Regions from separate parts of the Sus scrofa genome. Here region 1 is linked to region 2. The links are chromatin contacts, called in public Hi-C maps. All regions are on one chromosome and are shown on one strand. Each heading gives the region's core, a stretch centred on a gene start, on an enhancer-like site or on the middle of the called end of the contact. The rest is flanking DNA. Distances are from core to core; before and after follow the strand shown.

Region 1 (3,270 bases), core at 767-3,266, 50 kb after region 2:
GAGCTTCAGATTTAATTTAGGGACCACAAGTGGGGCAGGAAGGGGGAAAAAGTAAATCATGCATGTTAGGAATGTCAGGCCTCTGTCGGATGTAGAGGAAAGAGTCCCAAATACAGCAGCAGAGGAAGTCCTTATCTTGTGTGGAATTGCGTTGTGCAGGGCAGTGTACCTTGTCCTCTTGGACTTAGGCTTTGACACAGGAAAAGTATTTCCCAACTTCTTCTCTTTTCCCATTTAGAGTTGGAGGAAATACCCATTGTGTTTCAGAAAAAGACATCTTGGTCACCACAACAGAACTCTGCTAGGGAGTTCCCACTGTGGCTCAGCGGGTTAATGGTCCAGCTTGTCTCTGTGGAGGCACCGGTTTAATCCCTGGCCCAGCGCAGTGGGTTAAAGGATCCAGCATTATGCATGAGCCCTCCCCCAGCACTGGTATACAGCCGGGTTTCTCTACCTTGAAAGCTTTTGCTCCTCTCCCTGCTGTGAAGTGGCAGAGAACAAAGCCACTTGTCTGAAAGTGTTTCAGAGAACTTTGGAAGAAAGGTTGCCCAAAACGTAGAAGACGTATTAAATCAGAAGGATCTAGAATCCAGGCTGTTGTGAGAGCTGACAATTCCATTGTAAAATACCATCTGGAGGCCAATTGTGCAGCTCATGCTGGTTAAGAGGGCCCTTGAAGATAGAGGAACATGGCGCCATGGAAAACCTTTTCACTTTGTATTCCCTGCGAGCATGGCATGCTCCTCAGTGTGACATTGGCCAGAGCTTCTAGAATTTTCTTACCTATGCAGTTTCAGAAAAAGCAGGGCAGTATCATTGTGGGTTCTGTTCTGCTCCCATTCTGAGCTGAATATTCATGAATATCATAGGCATTCTCCTGTTTGATTTCCCCTTGGTTTGTTTTTACATTTATATTCCGTCATCTACCTTCAGTATTTTGTTCTCCAAAGATTACCAGTGGGCAGACCCATGGAAGACAGTTCTTATTTAGAAAGCCGGAAAGTAGCCTGACCAGCCCCCCAGTATTTCCCCGGAGCTCTCCTCTTTAATACCAGAATCCAAACATTTTGGATGTTTAGACTTGCTTCTCTTCCTCCTCCACTCCCAGTGAAGTCTGTTGCCAGCACAGCTGATCTAAATGCTGACAGTTTTCTAATTGTGGGGGTGTTTGCACACCTGGGAATTAGGAAGATGGCATAATATCACACTGTGAATCATAACTATTTTCCTGACTTCCAGCTACATTTTTTGTTTGGCTCTGCCCACGGCATGTGAAAGTTCCTGGGCCAGGGATTGAACTCTTGACACAGCATCAGCCCAGGCTGCTGCAGTGACAGGGCCAGATCCTTAACCAGCTGAGCCAAAAGAGAACTCCTCCAGCTACCTTTTTCTTTTATAATGACCATGCCCTCAGCACATGGAGTTCCTGGGCCAGGGATGAAATGGGAGGTGCAGCTGTAATTTATGTCCCACTTTTGGCAACACCGTATCCTTTAACCCACTGCACCAGACAGGAAATTGAATCTGCATCTCCACGGCAACCTGAGCTGCTGCAGTCAGATTCTTAACCCACTGCATCATAGTGGGAACTCTTCTAACAACTTTTTTTTTTTCCTTCTCCTTTTTAGGGCTGCCCCTGTGGCATATGGAGGTTCCCAGGCTAGGGATCAAATTAGAGCTACAGCTGCTGGCCTGCACCACAGCCACAGCCACGTCAGATCTGAGCTGAGTGTGGAACCTACACCACTGCTTAAGGCAACACCAGATTCTTAACCCACTGAGTGAGGCCAGGGATTGAACCTGCGTCCTCATGGATCATAGTCAGATTCGTTTCCATTGAGCCAGGATGGGAACTCCTAACGACATTTTTAATACTGTTGAAAATAATACTTTTAAAATACATACCCAAATAAGCTGTGCTTTAAAGAGTATGCTCAGCAGAAAACAGCTGGTTACAGTGAACCTCTGAGGTAGCTGCCTCCATGCTGTCATAATGAGCACTTCCTTAACCTAGAACTTCCTTATGCTGGGTGGCTAGGTCATCATGCAACAAGTGATCGACTTCCCATCTATATTAGTTATTATGGGCCACACCTCTTCAAGTCAGATAAGAGTGATACCTCTGGCCCAAGAGCAATAGCGTGCCAGAAGTCATTTAGGAGTATCCTTTGGAAAGAGTGAGTAAAAGGTGAGGCTGTCTTCTTCCTGACTTGGAAGATGGTGCATAGCTGCTTTGTCATCCTAATGCAGAGATAAGCAAAGCCTTCATTCAGTTCCCTGTTGGAGCAAACCTCCTATTGCTGCCTTTAAGAAATCAGACTGACACTTGTTTTACTGGAAAAGCAAGATACCATGGAGCAGAGAATGCCAAGCCAGCCCCTACATGGGGCATTTGGCCTTTGATTTTTTTTTTTTTGGCATGACAAAGCAGTACAGTATTTGAAGTGAGGGGTGAACCAGTTGGTAATGGAAAACACACTTAGTCCCTCTTGCATGCCAGACATCACTGGGGAAATGGCACTGATCCTTCTTGCCCAGACCTTAGTGCCCAGTCGAGGCAGCAAGACCTGCACAGCCTCTGAAAATAGGTAGTCTGCCTAGGAGGGCATGGGGAGAGGGGCTGTGTTGGGGCAGAGCAGAAATCCTGTGCTGGATGTTGTTAAGGTGGTATCGTCTGTGGCGATTAGGCGCTCAGGCTCTAGGAATCAGGGGACCTAAAGTCAAATCCCAACTCCTCCACTTCCTTGCTGGGCCTTTAGGCACATGATTCACCTCTCCCAACTCCCTTTTGCAAAAGGGGCGAACGTAGTAGTGGCACCTTCCTTGTATGTTATGAGAAATAGAATGAGATTATGCTTGTAAAACACTGAGCATACTGCATGCTGTATTATTATTGTTTAACTTGACCTTGGAAAATAAGTAGAACTTAAGTGATGTGAGGTAAGGAAAGGCTTGAAGGAGAAAATAAGCATGTTGTATTGAAGGAAAGGAGAAAACTGCTCTGGTCTAGCTGAGGGCTTGATGGACCCACATTGTCCCTACCTTTTGTATAATTTTTAACCCCCTGTGTTACTTAGCTGCTTTCTCAGCCCTCATCCTAGCAGCACCCCTAACAATAATAACAATAGGAGTTCCCGTCTTGGCACAGTGGCAACTAATCCGACTAGGAACCATGAAGTTGTGGGTTCGATCCCTGGCCTCACTCAGTGGGTTAACGATCTGGCGTTGTCATGAGCCGTGGTGTAGGTTGCAGATATGGCTCGGATCCTG
Region 2 (3,380 bases), core at 792-3,291:
TCCAACATTGCCCTGAGCTGTGGTGTAGGTCAACAGATGAGGCTCAGATCCTGCGTTGCTGTGACTGTGGTGTAGACCAGTAGCTGCAGCTCCAACTCAACCCCTAGCCTGGGAACCTCCATAAAAAGCAAAAAAAAAAAAAAAGGAAAAGAAAAAGAAAATTTGGCCCATGTACTGGATTTGTTTAGGCCATAGTGCTAAAAACAAACCTTAATATATAAAAATCAAACTTCATGCATTAAAAGTGTAAAAAAAAAAAAGTCAAAGGAACTGACCCTTATCGGTAATCAGAAAACCTTTATTTAATGGGATGCTTTAAATTTTTTTTCTTCTTATGGTCACACCTATGCATATGGAAGTTCCCAGGCTAGGGATCCAATCAGGACTACAGCTGCTGGCCTTTGCCACAGGCACAGCAACATGGGATCCAAAATTCATCTGCAACCTACAGCTCAGCTCACAGGCAATGCCAGATCCTTAACCCACTGTGTGGGGTCAGGGATTGAATTTGCATCCTCAAGGATACTAGCCAGGTTCGTTCTCGCTGAGCCACAAAGGGAACTCCCTGGGCTGCTTTAAAACTTGGGTACATCTAACGCAACACTATAAATCAAGTACACTTCAACTAAAGAAAAAGGGCAGTGAGATGTAACCTCAAAAAAATGGAGTTCCCATCGTGGTGCAGTGGTTAATGAATCCAACTAGGAACCATGAGGTGGCGGATTCAATCCCTGGCCTTGCTCAGTGGGTTAAGGATCCGGCGTTGCTGTGAGCTGTGGTGTAGGTTGCAGACGGGGCTCGGATCCTGCGTTGCTGTGGCTCTGGCGTAGGCCGGGGGCTGCAGCTCTGATTCGACCCCTAGCCTGGGAACCTCCATATGCCGCGGGCGGGGCCCAAGAAATGGCAAAAAGACAAAAAACAACGAAAACAAAAAACAACGACTAGCATCCGTGAGGACAAAGGTTTTTATTTATCAACTTTTTAAATTTTTTTATTTTTATTTTTTGTCTTTTTGTCTTTTTAGGGCCACACCCACGGCATATGGAGGTTCCCAGGCTAGATAGGGGTCTAATGGGAGCTACTGCTGCTGGCCTACGCCACAGCCACAGCAACGCCAGATCTCAGCCATGTCTGTGACCTATAGCACAGCTCACGGCAACGCCGGATCCTTAACCCACTGAGCGAGGCCAGGGATCAAACACTCAACCTCATGGTTCCTAGTCGGATTCGTTTCCGCTGTGCCACGACAGAAACTCCATCAACGTTTTTAGAACAAGCCATGATTTTCTGTGCTTTACACATAGAACTCCTTAAATTCTCACAACAAACCTTACTAAAGAGATAAGATTATCATTCCACTTTTTACATGAAGAGACTAAGAAACGAAAAATGCAGTAAGAAGCATAGCGTTTCTTCATGCATTCCTTAAATATTGACTGAGCTCCCAGAACGCTCAACTTCCACGATCCGTACTTCCGGAGGGATCCCAGAGGAACCCCTCTTCAGTTCACAAGAACTCTGGGGTTATAGCAGTGCCCCTTCCCATCACTAATATTTCCCCTCCGGGCGCCCGAACTGACATTTGACTTGCAGTCATTTGCACAATGCTGACCTGGAGGACCAGGCCCTCGCCCCTCTCCAGGAAATCAGGGCTTCACAGAACCCACAGCAAGTCTTAATAACTCGCACATAACCTGCAGATTTTCCTCACTGCTTGGGAAAATAGCACGCGCTCCTCAGCACCGCCCTCTCTTCCGGAACGACGAAATGCAAGGTTCGGATTGGGCTAAGGCGGGCCACGCCTCCTCCTGTTCCCCAATCAATTCCCTCACTGGGTGCGCTCCCTCCTCCTCAGCTCCGTCCCACCGCCCCACGTTACGTCGCTCCCTCTTTCCTCCTCCGTTATCCCGGGGGCTGCGCTCGCGCGGCAAGCCCACCTCCCTTTGCCTCTCATTGGCTGCTCAGGTCCCGCGCGAGCGGGATCGCGCCCTTCGCCCCCGCCCCCAAAGCCGGGCCATGCCTCTCTCCCGTTTTCTCCAAGAGGCCGCGTGAGGAGGGCATCGGCTGCTTCTGGCGCGCGCAACGGTGCGCGCGCCCCCCGCGGACCACTCCCTTCGCCTCAGCGCGAGTAGACGCTGCGGCTGGCATCCCTTATCGCGCACGCGCAGTTGCCCACCCCGTTCCTTCTGCCTCGCGCTGCCTCGCGCCGCAGCCACCGCAGTAGCGGCATTTTCTTGGGGCGCACGCGCACTGCGCCCTGTGCGCCCGTTCCCTGGACCCGGCCGCTGCGGTAGCAGTGAGCCCCTCGGGCGCGTACGGGCTTTCACTTCTCCCCCACCCAGCGCGGGTTATTCCCTCGCGGCGCGCGCTCAGGGGCCGTTATCCCCCTGCAGAGGTCCCCGCACCACGCACGCGCAGTAGCGAGGGGGCACGCGCGCGGGAGCTGGGGCCGCAGGAAGGAGGTGCCGCTGCCGCCATTGCGAGGGAGGGAGGGAGCGAGCAAGCGAGGCTGGTCCGCCCTCCCCCTGGTTCCCGCCCCTCCCCCCTTCCCCTCCCCGCCCCCCGCCCCGAGGGAGAGCAGCGGAGCGGCGGGAGGAGGAGGTGGAGGAGGCGGAGGAGGGAGCCCGCGAGGGAGGGTCCGCCCGGCCCCCCGCCGCCGGAGCTGCCGCCGCCGCCGCCGCCGCCGCCGCTTCAGCCGCCGCTGGACGAGGAGCAACAGAACATGGCGCCGGGGCCGCCGTCGCCGCTCCCGGGAATCCGGAGGCCGGGGCCGCGCTGAGGACGTCCAGCTGGTGAGTGCGCGAGCTCGTGGGCCCCGGTGGCGAGGCCGGGCGCCGCCCCGTTGTGGGGTCCAGGGGAAGGCGGGGACCGCGGGGCCCGGAGCCCGCGAACAATGGAGGAGCCGGAGGGGGAGGGGAGGGAGCGGCCCCCCAGCCCCCCGGGCCCCGCCGCTTCGCGCTGTGGCCCGGCCCGCCGGGGCCCGCCTGCCCTTCGGACTTGCCCCTGCCCGCCTCAGCCCTGCTGTCGCCGCGTCTGCCCCCACCCTCCGACCCATTGGGATCTCTGTGTCTGCCTCGGCCTCCCCCTTCCCTCGGCCACTGCAGCCACTCCGCTCGCAATTCTGCGCCTCCCCTTTCCCTCTTCCTTCCCTCAGTAATGCCCCTCGCCCCTCCCGGACTCTGCAGTGCTCATGGGACCCACCTCCTCCGTGACCCTTCCGCATCCCTTAATTCTGGACCTTCACATTCTGGTTCGTGACCCTTCTGCCTTCTCCCGTTCCGCTCTCAGCACCCTGCCCCTGCCCCCTTCTTTGACCGGTCTGCTGTTACCCTCTCTTGCACCCCCTGGAGCTGTCCCTCTAGGAACTGCGGTTCCACCTC

Evidence for each region. A called contact is a pair of places that touch in the nucleus more often than the background predicts.
Region 1: a contact with region 2 is called in a Hi-C map of alveolar macrophages, with 1.6 times the contacts expected there. The contact joins the enhancer-like site here to the promoter of ARHGAP35 in region 2. A contact is called at or near these places in 1 of 5 promoter capture datasets (liver), 8 of 47 Hi-C or Micro-C datasets (alveolar macrophages, brain, fetal heart ventricle and 3 more) and 2 of 2 datasets of contacts at active chromatin or transcription factors (alveolar macrophages and skeletal muscle).

Annotation. Positions count from the first base shown.
Region 1 is chr6:52,759,480-52,762,749 of Sscrofa11.1, forward strand. The region is part of intron 2 of ARHGAP35 (rho GTPase-activating protein 35); the gene reads left to right. Among named protein-coding and RNA genes, the nearest start is that of ARHGAP35, 50 kb to the left of the region's middle. Within about 2 kb of position 2,017, at least 1 of the 83 cell types and tissues checked has an H3K27ac peak or open chromatin away from gene starts, as enhancers often do. A contact at or near this core is called in alveolar macrophages, where this site is marked.
Region 2 is chr6:52,709,422-52,712,801 of Sscrofa11.1, forward strand. ARHGAP35 (rho GTPase-activating protein 35) reads left to right here and starts at 2,042. Exons shown (of 7, transcript XM_021094622.1): 1 at 2,042-2,792.